2 separate regions of the Rattus norvegicus genome follow, and region 1 is linked to region 2. The links are chromatin contacts, called in public Hi-C maps. All regions are on one chromosome and are shown on one strand. Each heading gives the region's core, a stretch centred on a gene start, on an enhancer-like site or on the middle of the called end of the contact. The rest is flanking DNA. Distances are from core to core; before and after follow the strand shown.

What was found. Hi-C and Micro-C count contacts between places; a contact is called where the count stands out from the background.
Region 1: a Hi-C map of liver shows a contact between it and region 2, with 2.8 times the contacts expected there. The contact joins two enhancer-like sites. A contact is called at or near these places in 2 of 12 Hi-C or Micro-C datasets (Schwann cells and liver).

Annotation. Positions count from the first base shown.
Region 1 is chr12:5,725,366-5,728,065 of GRCr8, reverse strand. It overlaps LOC102549089 (a long non-coding RNA gene), which reads right to left. Exons shown (of 4, transcript XR_005491747.2): 3 at 1,369-2,700; 4 at 1-671. It also overlaps a transcript of Stard13 not described here. Among named protein-coding and RNA genes, the nearest start is that of Rfc3, 110 kb to the left of the region's middle. Within about 2 kb of position 1,430, at least 76 of the 93 cell types and tissues checked have an H3K27ac peak or open chromatin away from gene starts, as enhancers often do. A contact at or near this core is called in liver, where this site is marked.
Region 2 is chr12:5,444,799-5,447,498 of GRCr8, reverse strand. All of the region lies in intron 3 of Stard13 (StAR-related lipid transfer domain containing 13), which reads left to right. Among named protein-coding and RNA genes, the nearest start is that of Trnap-agg21, 30 kb to the left of the region's middle. Within about 2 kb of position 1,363, at least 1 of the 93 cell types and tissues checked has an H3K27ac peak or open chromatin away from gene starts, as enhancers often do. A contact at or near this core is called in liver, where this site is marked.

The DNA of each region.
Region 1 (2,700 bases), core at 181-2,680, 280 kb before region 2:
TACCGATAGCTTAGGGTCAAATGCCACTGTCAAACTCAGAATACAAAGGCTTCAGGAAGCTTGCTCTTAAAAAACAAAACAAAACAAAAAAAAACCAACCAAACAAACAAAAAAAAACCGAAAGCAGCGTGAAGATTTTAAATTACATAGTAGGGGTAAGGGGCAATGACTCAGTGAAAAGAATGAACTACAAAGAAGTTACAAAAGGAAAGGGATTTTTAAAAGATTATCTTCCAGGAGGTTAAATGTCTGTTGAAGTGATTTTTGTCCTTTTTTGAGTTACCGATTTTCAAGAAACTTTGAAGACAGAAATGGCATCGTAATTAAGAAATTTAGTATACCTGGTGTTACAGCACCCTCTACGACAGAGTCTACTTATATGAACGTGTTTTCCTAATGTGTGACTGTACAAAAGACATGGATTTAGCGCTTCGTTTACTCCCATTGCACTGGCCGGAAAGGCTACTAACCTGTCGGGTTTCAGTGTCAATACTGCAAAACCAGCAAACAGCGCTCTCAACAAAGCAATCTTGAATTCTAAACGATTCCAACTGTGGGCCTTAATCACCCAGCTCTCCTTCCACATCACCTCTCCCAGTCCTAAACTGTAGTGAACCGGACTCTTCAAAGTCTTCTGAATTCAAATGCATGCACAAGTAGGGAAACCAGTGCTGTAGGGGGGGAAAATGCCCAGTGACAAGTGAGCACAAATAAGGGACAATTCACTAACTTACACTGTGCGTCTTGATACACAATAACTGAAACAATACCTAACAGTGCTCCAAGTTTATTATATCTGGACTTTGAAACATGAACCCTTTAACAGTTATGTTCACTTTCTAGCTTTGGTGGAAATTCGTTTCCCCTTATCTAAAGGAAAGAACCACATGCAATCATAGCGAATATTTCATAGTTCTGAGATAAACCTGCTGAGACTGTCTTGGTTTAAAAACCTATTAATTTTCCTAATCCCTAATACTGCTCGTTTTCGCAACACCCGCTTAACGGATGTAATGGAGCAAAATATTTTTCTAACACAAGCTAACGAAAGGCTACAAAGTAAAGCCTTCTCTCTGCAAAACGAGAAATGGAGGACCTCGGTCCACTCCGACCGAAGAACCGAAGCGCAGTGTACAGAGAGCGCGGCCCAGAAATGAGGAAACAAAAAGCAGAACACGAGGAGGCAGGAACTGTGTTACTATGGCTTGAAAAGACGGAAAGAGGCCGGCTTCCTCCCGCTTGAGGTCCGTTCCCCTTCTGGACTCCAACCATTTCCGCTCAGAGTAACCACAAAACCCTTCCCGCGCGGGAACTCGGCAGAGGAGGAGTCTTGGGTCCCGCCCTTCTGGCGGAATGCATAAAGCCTACCAGAGCCGAGGAGTCTCTGGAATGTTCTGAAGGGAGGAAGCACGCCCCTCCGCGGGCTGAGGAACACTCGGCGCCAGATGGCGCTACCGCACCGAGAGCCAGAGCCTGCCCCTCAAGGGAGATGGGACGAGCTGCCACCGGAAGTGAGCGCTCAGCTAGCCTCCCGTCCCGGATATCCAGCCTTCTGGCGTGTTCCCGCGCGAGGGCGGAGCTACAACCGGAACCGGACTGCGAACGCGGGGCCTTGTGGAGGAAGAGCAAGGAGGAGCCTTGGAGGTTCTGACTTCCGATGCGCGCGCCTGGTCTTGGGGTGACCGCGAGGGGCGGGGCCTCCGGGCGCGCTTGCGCATTAGGAGGGCGTTGTTGCTTGAGGACTGCTCATTTCTCCATCTTTGATCGTTCGCAGGGGTCTACAGGCGAAAATGAAAGTGATGTCTTAGCAGGGTTTTGTTTGTTTTGTTGCTTCCCACCCGCAGGAGTTGGTTTCTGGCTGTAAATTCCGTTTCTGGAAATCTCTGGAAAGTTAGCGATGTACAAGGTAGTCTTTCTCGCCATTAATCCCTTTGAGTTCATCTCAGCTAGTGTCTGCGCTGGGCCTGATCTGATCGTCCTTGTCTCTCGTTACCTTCTGGCTCTTCGTGACAGCTAATAGGATCTAAGGATTTGGGGAAGCATATATCATGGGCTTTTAAAGCACTTAATTTGAGTGTTACTCTCTATTTTTTTTGTTAGGATGTTGGCATTCTGCATTCCGTGGTGTGGCTTTGCACCAGTTTGTTGAGAAAGCTGCCCGAGGAAAATCCCGCCCCTTTCCCACGTTGGCTGGCTGATTAAAACACATTTTTAAGTAGATGGACAGTACTTCGCCCTAGTACATGGGCTTTGTTTTGGTTTTAGATGTATCATGAGAAGTATGAACTTACATTGCAGAATGTATAAACAGTATTAGTGTACACACACACACACACACACACACACACACTTTAGACTAAAAGACAGTTTCCCAAAGCTCTCGAGTTTCCCAGAAATGTCCTCAGCTTTTGGTAAATGCTTTTAGGAATTCCAGAGGTCCTTGCCAAAGATTTAAATAAAGTCAAACATAAAAACGTAACAAAACACACACACACACACACACACACACCATTTTGTGTTGATCAATTTTGTTGGCCAATTACTTCTGGGCACGGGCCTTCCCTGAAATGTGGTTGATACTCCATTGGGGAAAATCGATTTTACCGTTCCCAGTATTATCAGTAGTAAATACCTCTTGGTTAGGAATGGAACTTGGTATTTTTTTTTTTAAAGATTTTATTTATTTTATGTATGTGAGTT
Region 2 (2,700 bases), core at 114-2,613:
TATGCAGCTAACGTGATTTCAGACACTTCAAGTTGTGTCTTATTTCATTTTATCTGTGTGTGTGTGTGTCTATGTTTGTGTCTGTGCCTTTGAGTGTGTATGTCTGTGTGTATCTGAGTGTCGGTGTCTCTATCCCTGTGTGTTCATCTGTGTATATGACTCTGTCTGTCCATGTATGTGTCCGTGTGTGTGTGTGTGTGTGTGTGTGTGTGTGTGTGTGTGTGTCTTTGAGTGTGTGTATGTGTGTAGCTCTGTGTCTATATCCCTGTGTGTGTGAGCGTGTATGTATGTGTCTGTGTGTATTTGTATTTGTGTCCTTGTGTGTGTCTGTATGCATGTTTGTATCTTTGAGTGTGTATGAGTGTATGTGTTTGTGTATACGTCTGTGACTTTGTCCTGGTGTGTCTGTGTGTGTCCCTGTCCCTGTGTTTGTGTGAGTGTGTGTGTGAGTGGATGTCTGTGTCTGTGCCTGTGCCTGTGTCTTCATTCACACCTCTAGGCCAGAAGATGGCATCAGAACCTATGGAGGTAGAGGTTCAGGCAGTTGTGAACTTTCGGATGTAGGCACTGAGCCGTCTCTCCAGCCCAATGCTGGTTATTTTTACTATGGTGTCTTTTTTTATTGACAAAGATAATTGTGATTAATTAAACTATCTTTAAACTGGACCATTTGCTTTATTATTGTGGATTTTAAAGTTCTTTGAACACTATGTAATTTATCAGATACATTTCATAAATGTTTTCTTCCAGTCTGCTTCCAGTCCTCTGACGCGCTATATTCGCAGGACTTTTAAATCTTGTCACTTGAATGCACCTTTGATGTCGAAAACAAAAGGTCATCACACACTCAGGCCATCTAAGTTTTGTCCCATTTTCAAAATGACATATATGTTTAGGCTGTGGTCCACTGGGGATCCATCTGTATTAGGAGCAGAAAGTCCATCTAGATTGATTTTTTTTTTAATGCGACCATCTAGATGTTTCAAGACCATTTGTTAAAAGGTTACTTTTTATCTCTTACCTCGACTTTGCTCCTTTGTAAAGGTCAAGCGACTCTATTTGCTGGACCTAGTTGGAGCCATGAACCCTGCCCCTTTGATCCATTTCCCACTACTTATCCAACTTCACTGTTGTTTTCTTCCTTATAAATCTTGAACTGGGGGCCAGGGGAGGCTAGTTGTCTATTTTCTCTCTTCTCTGTCCAGAGTATATTGGGACTCCTGTGTCTTTGGTCTCTCCGTACAGGTATGTTTCTTTTAGATTATTTATTTTGTGTGTTTGGATGTTTTTCCAGCATGCATATCTGTGTACCTTGTGTATGTCTGGTGCCTCTGAACTCCAGAATATGATGTTGGAGGCCAAAGAACTGGAGTTTCTGCCAGTTGTGAGCTCCCATGAGTTCTGGAAGCCAAACCTGAGTCCTCTGAGGGAGCAACAAGTTCTCTTGACCCACAAGCAATCTCCTTAGCTCCGATTGTCAGTATTTTAAATTTGAACCTCTTGGGACCCATGCAGTAGTATTTCCTGATTTAAATTTGTATTTCTCCCATGACAAATAAATGTTGACCATCTTCTTGTGTGCTTACAGTCATGTGCAGACTCTTAGAAGTACCTCCTCACAAAGTTGGACCATGTAAAACAATCAAGTTGTTTGACTTGTTGCATTTAAGAGTTCTTTGTTTACTGTAAAATTATTTAAAAAAAAAATGCTGTCTTTTACCCTGCACTAGATCCAGGACTATGGTGCCCCAAAATATCTGGTAGACATCTTCATCTCAGTCAGCAAAGCCTCTCACCTGCTCTGCTCCATCCCATATCACACTGCCGAAGGCTTCTCTCTGAGCCGTCAGCAATCTCTACCCATCTAATTCCCAAGGCAGGTTTCCACCATGCCAGAAATACACATCCCAATTCCGTAGTAGTCCAGTGTCTCCAGCCACCACATACTCTCTTGAGTTCAATTAAATCGCCACATGAAAGAACACACAACACAGTAACCTCTGAACCAATTGATAAGATATAACTGCCCACCTAGACACACAAAGCCCTGTACACATCCATCCCTTAAGATTATTCATGACAACCTGTAAATGTGCAGAGTGGGATCTTAACGTCCACCCTCGGCTGCTTCTCCTGCCTCCTCAAGTCTCCTCCTCTCTAAAACTCTTCTCCCACCTGTCCTTCCTTCTCGTCCAATGACAGGCCTCGTTCTATCTTGCACCTGCCTTCACCTTCATAATGACATCATCCTATAGTTCTTTGTGAATTGATAGAGTACTTAAGCAGATACTATGTATAGTGTTGTGTAAATAAGGTTTCCTGAATATTTTCTTCAAATAGAGAAGTAATTTTAAGCGAAGACCTATTTCTGAGTCTAGGTGTGACTAAAAAACCAAGTCTATGAAAACGAATCTAGCTCCCAGCTTTCAAAACTGATAGACTGTCTCCATGTATCACGCATACATAAAGTATACGTAGAAGAAGGATGAGCCTTTTAATGTTCCTGTGCCTATAGTGAATCAGAAATCTTTTTCATGACATCAAACAGCGTGTTCATGCCTCTGCCCACCATGGAGGAGCATGTGCGCTAGGTAAGTATATTGGATAAACTGCAGTTCTTCCCTAAATAAAGCTATGGAAGAGCTACCAAAGGGACAGTGGGACGCCTTTTAATTAACACTCTTGGGTGGAGCTGGTAAC